Linked DNA regions of Rattus norvegicus: region 1 is linked to region 2. Evidence: chromatin contacts called from public Hi-C data. All regions are on one chromosome and are shown on one strand. The core of a region is the stretch at or near the end of the contact, and the rest is flanking DNA. Distances in the headings are between cores, read along the strand shown. Region 1 holds the start of Aqp8 (aquaporin 8). Region 2 overlaps Lcmt1 (leucine carboxyl methyltransferase 1).

Region 1 (5,011 bases), core at 440-2,939, 38 kb before region 2:
CATTCTTCCATGTGTTGGAGGAAGAGGCACAGAGAGATCTGGGGATAGGTGGAGCAGGCCCTAAACCCGGGCCCTAGGTGGCCTTAGAGACAAACGCATAAGGAAACATCCATGGTTTATTCTGACTCCTCAGAGCTTGCTCTGGCCCTTCAGAAATGTGGCCCGAGTGCCATCTACAGTCCACACAGCAGAGTGCAACCCAACATGCTGGTGCGTGTTCAGCAGGCATTTCTGTCTGCTAGTCAATACTCCGGGCTTCACCGAAGCCCACATGGTGTCTTCTTCTACATCACGCAACTAAATACAAGCTCAGAGGCTCGCCTTGGTCACCCAGCCAGGAAGCCACCAGGCCTACCTAGATAGAAGGTCATGTGCCTTTCATCCCACTCACAGCCCGCCTTGGCCATTTAAAGAGATAATAAAGTGTCCATTGTTTCTTTCTAGAGAACAGTGAGTTCTCTGTCCTCACTCAGATCTGATTTAGAGTGAGATAGAAAACAGCTCTATCCCAGTTCCCCGAGTCAGATGTTCCAAGCGGGATATCCGCCATTACAGTTGACTCTGCTAGGAAACAGCCCACCTTCCCTCAACCCGCTCTACTGAGCTCCTCCCCAGATTAAACACCAAGGGTCACGTTTCTGCTTTAAAAAAGAAAGAAAGAAAGAAAAAACCTCTTGTCAGGATGAAGCCCCTGTGTACCCCAGTGGATAAACAAACTTGGGGCTTTGCTTTTTCTAATTCACTTCCAAAGAGCAACAGCAACAGTAGTGAGTACTGAGCACCACCACCACCCCACCCCCGATCCTTTCTCCCGGAGACACTTGGCTTTGGGCACTATAGTCAGACAGCCTGAATTTGACTCCTGGCTCCACCACCTTCTAGCAAATACCTCATATCGGTGGTGTGGACTTTCCTCTTTTGCAAATATAAAACGGGAAATAACAGAACCTATTTCTTAACGTTTCTCACTAGAGTAGAGTAGCATGCTCAGGATAGGGCAGAGGCATGGCTGGCAATAGGTGTGTGTTGGCTCGAAAACTAACTTTAAAATACAGTAAGAGCATGATTCCTATGCAATAGGCTTCACAAGCTGCAGAGCTAGATGACCCCACTCCCACACTTGTAAGGCCGTAAGTGGGTGCCCAAGAGTTCCCCAGATCGGCGCTAGGCTAAATACTGAGATCTGGTCTCACCTGATGTTCCCCAAGGTAGCAATGATGAGCCCCAAGGCCAGCCCATGAGCCAGGGCAGGCTGCAGGAGCCCAGTATTTGGACTGTTCTCGATGACCGATAGACACCCAATGAAGATGAAGAGAGCGGAGCCCAAAAGTTCCACCACACACGGTTGTATGTACTGCTCATACCAGGACATGCCATGGTAACTGTCAGCCATGTTGGTCTCCTTCCCCTTGATCTCACGTAGGTCCATACTACACATCGGCGTCTGCCGTAGGGAGAAAGACAGGAAACACGGGTAGCAGAGGTTCCCAAACAGAAGCCCCCATCCCCGGCCTTGAACACATCCTTAGTGCTTTTGCCCAGGTAACAGACTTACCTCCCCAGACATATCTGCTCCGGAAGGTGGGAGTCAGAGCTCCAGGAGCTGCACCAGCTGAAGGAGATGTGCTCACTTAACTCCAGAACTCAGACTGGTCCGCTAGACTCTGCGCTTTTAAAGGACTGGGGACGTTCACCAAAGGTGTCCAGAAAGCAATAAAGCCTGGATGGGAGGTGGCCTAGAAGAGTAAACTTTTTTTTTCTAATCTCAACAGGGCAAGGACCACGTGGGATCAATGATTGCTGGGCTTAGTGCCAGGGACAGGAAAGGCGTGGCCTGCTTGCATCACGTGCGGAGCGTACACCAGGCCCCCTTCACAGTGCCTCATCTCTCCAAGGTCCAAAGGTGGTCAGCATATGTGCCCAGACATGAGGAGGGCCCCCAGAAGAAACACTCAGTAGTAACAGCCAGCTCCTCTACCATTGTCAGTCCACAGTCCTCGTGGGCCTCCTTCCCACCCTGTTCACCCGGCCCAGCAAGTGTGTGATGGCTGCTGAGGGTCTGAGGCAGTAGAGACAATGTGGCACTGTTGTGTATGGTAAAGTTAGTGGAGTGGGGATGGGTGAGACCTACAGTCTCATCTACTCAAAGCCAGGGAACCACCAGTGAGATGCACCCCTCCGCTCATCCTGCTTGCACTGACATCGGAGGTGAGCTTGTACAAGCCAGGAGCTAACCACGTAACTGAGTGCCACTGACCTCGCTCCACTTTCACTGTTTCAGCGACTGAGCTAATGTCACGGCACCTTACAAGACTTCAGTGAGTGAAGAAATGAAAAGTGCTCAAGGTAGCTCCAGATACAGTAAAGTGCCAGAGTCCGTTAATTCAGAATATACCCGTAAGCCCCTCACACATGCAAGTGGCCAGGCCTTGCCCCTGAGGCTCTCCAACCGCCTGGTTCCACTCACAGAAAACTCTGCTATAATCGCCACTCAGGCGGTCCATCTTTGCCCTACAGAGTAAAAAGCCCAAGATCAGGAGTTGAAGTCCACGAATCCCCACCCTGGAAATTTCTACCCTGGAAAGTTCTGTCCCACCCCACCCCCACTTTCACCCCACCCCCACCCCTGGAAAATTCTACCCTCCCCGCCTCCCCGAAGCCCAGTACAAAGCTCGGCTCTCTGCTGCTTCTTGTCTGAGCAGAGGCAGTCACCCTCCTGGGTTTTTCCCTCCCAATAAATCTCTCCTATGAAATTTGTTATGCGGTACGGCTTTGTGGTGTTCCTTGGCTCCCACTGCCAGGAAACCTTCCCCTTCAGAGCGGTAGCACTTTCCGTGAGGAAACCCTCACCGTCTGCGCTACACCACTTCTCCTCAGATCTGTAATATCCACATAGATACCCACGTACAACACTGCATATGTACTGATGTCCACCGGCCTTACCATACACACTTGGGTGTTACACTGCACACCTGTGTGTGCCAACAGCTGGCTAAGAGCCTTGTATACCTTGCCTCACGTTCACCAGGAGGCGGGTACTATCTCTACAGCATGCCACAGAAGAGAAAGCTCTTTTTCAAGATGATAAAGCCTAAGATCATAAAAACAGTGAAATGTCACAAATGGACAGTGTAATTCGACTTATATAAGGTACCCAAACAGGAGGGTTTATAAACACGAAGGATGGGGTCAGGATGGAGCTCAGTTGGTGGGATGCATGTTTCGGACACTAAACCCTGAGTTCGACCCTCTCCTCAGCACCACGCAGAACCTGATGTGGTGATCCACGACTGTGATTCTAGCAGGTGGGAGGTGAGTGCAGGAGGAGTCAGAGTCACCCTTAGCTTCACAGAAAGCTTAGTGCCAGCCTGGATATATGAGATCTTGTCTTAATTTTGTTTTTTAAAGTAGGAACAGAGGAGGGGGAGTGCAGCAAGATGACCTAGTGGGTAAAAATAGTTTTTCTTCAAGCTTGATAACTGAATTTGATCTCCAAGACTTACCTGGGTGGTAGAAGGGGAAAACCGACCCCTGCAAGTTGTCCTTTGACCTCCAGACACTTTCTGTGTCTCTCTCTGTCTCTGTGTCTCTGTCTCTGTCTCTCTGTCTCTCTGTCTCTCTCTCTCTCTCTCTCTCTCTCTCTTTCTCTTTTCCTCTCTAAACAAACAAACAAACATGTTTGGGTTTTTTTAATTAGTGGTTTCCGGAGCCTGAAGTAGAGCGAGTTTTTGTTGAGGAGATGAGAACATTCTCGAGATGAATGGTAGAGACAGGTAACAAACAGTGGAGGATATTTAATGCCACTAAACTGTGCACTTACAACAGTTAAAGTGTTCCGTTTTCTGTTGTGTACACTTTGCCACTATTGGGAGAAAAGACTCTATAAGCTCAACTATGCTCCATTAGCTTTCAAGAGACTTATCAGGACAGGAGAGACAGAGAGAGATGGGAGAGAGGGAGGGAAAAAAGGAGGGAGGGAGGAGAGAGAGATGGTGTCTCTTCTTGTCACAAATATTTAAATAGCTGCTTGAGTCCATTACTATTCTAACCCTTGAGTTTGAGTTTTGGGGTTCTGCTAGGCCGAGAGCGCTGGTCAGATTGTGTGTGTGGAGTAGAGGACTAATATTAAGGCTTGGAGTTTAATGATCAGCTCTAGCACTCACCAAGAGTGCACAACATATGCATCCAGTCCCACCATCAGGCTGACTCTCTTCCCAACAGCCCTGAGATTAGCCCTGTTATTCATTGTCTTTACTTTCAGATGATTAAAGGAGACACAAAGAGACTAAAGACCTTGAGCACACTGGTGCAGATTAAAAGTATACACTCCAGGCAGAAGTAGATACACCCGGACAATTGACTGCCTTGCAAACCAGAGCAGGGACACAGGCCTCCCCTACCCATCTTTGTATGGCCAAAGGGTTCGGCCCTACTTTCACGCTGCTTATCTTCTTATCTTGTCCTGTGTCCTGCCTCCTTCTACCCCAGCATCACGGTGTACAGTATGCTTCTTCAGTCCCTGTGAGCGCAAGATAAGATAGTCACCACACGTCCTCCCAACAGAGCTTCCAGAACAATTCTCTCTGTCTCTGCCAAGATCAGCACCACTTCCTGTTTCCATTCAAACTAGAAATGGGGAGACGGATCAGTGGGTAAAGTCCTTGCTCCATAAGCATGAAACGTGTTTGATCCCCAGAATTTGAATGTCCAGAATTCACATAAAACCTGAGGTGGTCCAGCAAATCCTAATTCCAGAGTTCCTACCACACGGATGAAGAGGCAGGGCAGGAGGCAGAGGCAAGAGGATCCCCAGATACCAGTGGGCTGCTTAGCCTGGTTTGTACAGCATCCAGTAAGGAAAGACTCTGTCTCAAAAGAACAAAGTGGAAGATGGGGAATAACACACAAGGTTGTTCACACAAAAGCTCTTCTCTCTCTCTCTCTCTCTCTCTCTCTCTCTCTCTCTCTCTCTCTCTCACACACACACACACACACACACACACACACACAC
Region 2 (5,268 bases), core at 694-3,193:
GGATACATTGCTGTGATGAAACACTATGACCAAGGCCAGTTGATGAGGAAAGGGTTTATTCAATTTACACTTCCACATCACTGTTGATCATCACGGGAAGTGAGAACAGGAACTCACACAGGGCAGAAACCTGAAGGCAGGAGCTAATGCAGAGCCACAGAGGGGTGCTGCTTACCGAACTGCTCCTCGTGCCTTGCTCACCCTGCTTTCTTATAGAACCCAGTACTGTAAGCCCAGAGATGGCCCCACCCACAATGGGCTGTGCCCACCCCTGTCAATCACTAATTAAGAAAATGCTCTGCAGTTGGATCATATGAAGGCATTTTTCTCAATTCCTGCTCTTAGGTGAGTTTAGCTTGTGTCAAGTTGACATAAAACTAGCCAACATGACAGTTTTTCAACTCTCAGACAAAGGTTGAAAGCTGGACAGGGAAGAAAAGACACTTTGTCACCTGCTAGTAAGATGACAAAACAGGACTGCCTTCCTGGAAGACACTTAGGCCTCTTTCACACAAAGGACATCCTCTGGCCGAGACTAACCCTCCTCTTTAGAATTTACCCTGTGTACACAGACACAAGGCCAAGGGCACTTCACCGCACCACGACCCCAACCTAGCAACAAGCAAAAACTGAACTACGGAGGGCCACCTGAGTGAACTAAAACACGCTCACACATCGGGTCTGTGGGCCAGGATATGAACGAGCGCTTGCCATGTGGATTAGCATGGCAGCATGGGTACTTCCAAGACAAGCCCTGAGTTACAGACAGGCTGCCGGCATGGGATGTGTGCTTAGTATATGCCCATTCTGGGAATCATAGAATAATCTGGGAAACGCAAACAAAGCTAGAAAAGTAAGTTGTCTCGAGGTAGGTAGCAAACAAATGGGTGGTGGATGACAGAAATGTTTTCCTTTGGTTTTTACTCTGTAATTCTTTGTTATTTGAAAAATCAGAGAGTCGGTATAACTTTACCAAAAAAAGCATTTTAAATGTAAATAAATATATACAGAAACACGTGCAAACAAAATGGCAATACTCTGTACTCTCTCCACGGGAATATAGTCACATTATTAGGAAAACTGAGGGAAAAACAAAGAGTATCAGAATGAAGTAAACAAGGGTCCACACCCCCACTGTGTGCTAGTAATCTCCGAGGGCCACTTCCAGTCTGTGTGCACATGGTGTGTGCCCATGTGTATGCATGTGTGTATAGCTGAGCACTCATCCCTGCCATGGCCTGGGAGCCTAAGGACCACCTCTGGAGGGAGAATGACTCTCCACAATGTACTGTGGTTGCATCCCAACTGCTCCTACTGAAAGGCATCTAACATGGCTTGAGTGAGAGTAACCTGAAGGCCCATCTGCTGAAGGATTTCTTCCCAGGGCGGCGCTGTTGAAAGGTGGTGGAGTCTTTAAGGGACCTAGCAGGAGGAATTTAAGAACCTGGAGGTGTGTCCCCAAATAGAACTGTGAGGTTCTAGTCCATTCTTCGTCTTTCCTTTTGCTACAAGGTCATGAGTCATATAACTTTTGCTCTAACAAGTTCCTGTCATCATGTGACTTCACAATAGGTCAAAAGTAATGGTGTCCACCAGTCGTAGCCTGGATGCCTCTAAAAGTCTAAGGAAAATAAATATTTTCACTTTACACAGCATTGTTTCAAGTACTGTTATTAGTAGCAGAAAGCTAAGTAGTGTAGAATATTGGCACAGAGATTAAGACATGCTTTGCTGCTGCCACAGACCTGACTGCTGGACAGCCTTTAGGCACGGTGTGCTGGAGGAGTGTGGGAAGTGCAGAGGGGCAGGCAAGAGCGAGGCTGAGATGCTGGTGAAAAGCAGACATTATGGTGGAAAGGAAACTGGTGTGGGAACTGGACTTGAGACCAGCCTTGTCACACTGTGACAAACTGACTGTGCCCATGCCAAAGGCTGTGTGTGGGTGGAGATGAAAAATAACGGACTAGTTTGTCTGGTACAAAGCCCATGGTCCCCTGCAGCAGGACTGTCCACAGTGAGACTCAGTGCCAAAGTGCAGGAGTGGAAAGACTGGAAAGAATGTAGCCCAGCCTGGAGGGGAAAATAAACAAAACAAAACGGGGCCACTTCCTGCTCTTCCTGTTCTCAGCACTCATTGCAGAGGACACCTGAATCCCAGCACCCATGGGGAAGCTTACAACGACCTGTAAAGAGCTCTCGGGGATCTTCTGTACTTGTCTGGCTCACAAAACCCCACAAATACAGCATGCATGACAGACACACACTTAAATAAAAATAAAGATTTTAAATGGTCAAGTTAGTTTTTCTATCAACTGCACACAAGCAAGAGTCACCTGAGAATGAGCCTTTGAGGAACTGTCTAGATCAGATGGTCCCCAGGCACGGTTATAGCACAGTCTCCACTGCTCACTGAAGCAGGAGGACCCAGCCTACTACAAGAAGTACCATCCCTAGGCAGGAGGTCCTGGACTGTGTAAGAAAGAGAGCACAGACGTGATAGAATGAGCCAGTCAGCAACATTCCTCTATGGTCTGTGCTTCAGTTCGTGGCTTGAGCTCCTACCTTGACTTCCTTCAAGAATGGATTACAGCTTGGAAGTATAAGCTCTTTTCCATCCAAGCTGCTTTTGGTTTGAGTGTTTTATCACAGGAACAGAAAAGTAATTAACCCCAAAACCAAAACCAAACAAAGACAGCCCTGGTAGAAGAGAGGCAGGATACTAGGCCCATGGTACAGTTACTAGGACAGGAATAAAGAAACAGTGTTGCCCAGGAGTTACAGCAAGGACAGCCCCAAACAACCCAGATGCAAATGTTTTGAAGACTTTCCAGGTAGCAGTGGGTGCCCTGCTTGCCTTCAGCTGCCTGTCATCTCCTCTGGTTCCTGGCCATGAGAGGACCATGTGCTCTGCTACATACATTAACACAGTACCAAAGTAATGACTAGCTAACCCTGGGATGAATCTCCACACTGTGAAGCAAAATACCCCTTTTCTAAGTTGATTTCAGATGTGTCATAGTAACAGATGCTGACTAACAAAACATCCAGGGCACATTACCTAATAATGTTCTAGAAAGGAAAGCACAGGGTCTAATGCAGCTTCCAGAATGGAGCAACCATCACTAGCAGGACACAGTGCAACTGTGAGGCTGTTCACTAGCATGTGGGCTCCTGAGAACAGGAGTGCTCGTGGCCTGTTTTTATCCCTTATCCCTTGTGCAGACAAAACCCATGTGACACCCAGGGTCAGGAAACGTTTTCAGGGTAAACAAAGCAAAGCCCATCATCTCTTGTCTCTGTTAGGGTTACATGTTGCCGTCTGTAAAGGCCATGGCTGCATGGGACAAATGAATGACCAGAAGAAAGTTACCTCCCTGTGGCTGATGTTCACCAGCGATTCCCAGATGGCTGTCTAGAATAAAATTTGCCAAAGCAACTGCATTATAAATGCCAGACCAGGGTTGTTCAAAACATTGCCTTGACATGTACCCAGTGGAAGCCAGCCTCACAAGAAAGAAGCTTCCACAAGAATCCAGAGAGCACCAGCCTACAAGACTGCACTCCCAAAGCACTCTGCCTAAATAATGAACACTTTCCTGTCAGTAAGATCTGACGAACAGCAAGGTCAAGGGTTCTGCACATGACTTTGTAATGGACCCCAAACTGTGCCTCTAGGTCTCCAAAGGAAAGGGGAAAGGACAGAGAGGATGCACAGAGTAAGAAATGAACCAAGTAAGCACCAACACAGATGATACTACCTAGCACTGTTAATGGAGACACTAAAATAAATACAATGCAAGACCATACTAAGCATATGGATCTGGCCATTTTTAAATGTCTTTAAAATTACCACAGTACCAGTTAGTCTTCTGTATGTTGCTATGCAAGCCTTATGCACATGCAGACAGAATGTGGAGACCTTAATATTCTGATACTACAAATATAAATATGATCCATTAAGCTTTAAAAGGGGAGCATGATTTCTGTGACCACTGCACACAGTATGAACTCACTGATTTAGAAGCCAGAAGTCTATGTATCAATAAATATGTGTGTAGACACCATTGGAGGATAGGCCCAACTTGTTGATAAGCAATAACTGTACAGTGTGGTTGCATGAGACTTCATGCCCTCGGCATGAAATAGTTTTAGAACAGTCAATATAACTTTCTTCCATAACAAAGGAAGACTCCATTTAAAGGTGTCATCTAAGTCCATTAAGGGATGTTATTTAAAGATGGCTTCCCTTAGAAGTCATGACAACATCATTTTCTCTCCAAGACAGGGATTACAGTTTCCACAGCAGAGGCGGCTGTGGAATTTTCTGGGTGTAACTGGTTATTTAGGTTCAAATCATTTGCTTTGACAAAGGTGCTTCTCAGCCAGTGGCTAATAAGTTACTCTTACCAATGTTTATCTTATTTCAAAATAAGTCTGGTTAAGATTAGCTCCGTGTTCACGTTAAAGAACAGTCAGCCTCTGACTCAATCATCTGGAGCCTGGGCTCGGCACTCACATACCTGTTTACCTCTGCCCGAGGAAGCCCACTGTACAGCTCCATCATGTTCACTGCAGACGCCGTCTCCCACCCATTCAACAGCAGTCGTTCCTTCTGAAAGGGGGTAGAGACACATGGAGGATTCAAAGCGCAGTATATAGGCCTGAGGCCCTAAGACACACAGATTTCTCTGAAAGTTGTCCTGTTTTTTTTCACCTTTCTTTTCAGGTTTTCATTTTTTGTTTGAACACACAATGTTTTCATGGGGAAAGCCACTAGAGTGTAGAGACATAAACGGCATGCTCTTCCACCAACAACTGTTACTTGTTTGGCTGGCTAAATGATTAACTGCTTTCAGAGTTTTGCCATGTAGGCCACGCTGTTTTTGGAGCTTGCTAGCATAGGCTAGTCTCAAACATGTGATCTTTCTGCCTCAACCCACTGAGTGGTAGGATGACAGGTGTGAGCTACCACACTCAGCTTAATAACCTGTCATTTAGTAGTCATGTGACAAAGTTTACTTAAATAGTGAAAGGTATGGTGGTCATCTCCAGCAAATAAAGGACTTTTTAAAAAGGGACTCAGATTCATCAGATACAAAGCTGTGCTAGTCATCTATAAAGTGCAGATCATGGACAGAAGCCAAATCAAATACACTATGAAACATTCCTTTAACTAGCTCCCAGGGAAGCTGGTCTGAGAATCAGGTATATGAGGAGCTACTGTGGACTTGGGAGGAGTGAGCATGGTGACATGGTCTGCTAGCTCCA

Evidence for each region. Hi-C and Micro-C count contacts between places; a contact is called where the count stands out from the background.
Region 1: a contact with region 2 is called in a Hi-C map of liver, with 2.5 times the contacts expected there. The contact joins the promoter of Aqp8 here to the enhancer-like site in region 2. A contact is called at or near these places in 3 of 12 Hi-C or Micro-C datasets (the A7r5 cell line, kidney and liver).

Annotation. Positions count from the first base shown.
Region 1 is chr1:187,421,121-187,426,131 of GRCr8, reverse strand. Aqp8 (aquaporin 8) reads right to left here and starts at 1,689. Exons shown (of 6, transcript NM_019158.2): 1 at 1,556-1,689; 2 at 1,194-1,447. The coding sequence starts at 1,567.
Region 2 is chr1:187,382,971-187,388,238 of GRCr8, reverse strand. Lcmt1 (leucine carboxyl methyltransferase 1) reads right to left here. Exons shown (of 11, transcript NM_199405.3): 9 at 4,521-4,612. Among named protein-coding and RNA genes, the nearest start is that of Aqp8, 39 kb to the left of the region's middle. Within about 2 kb of position 1,943, at least 6 of the 93 cell types and tissues checked have an H3K27ac peak or open chromatin away from gene starts, as enhancers often do. A contact at or near this core is called in liver, where this site is marked.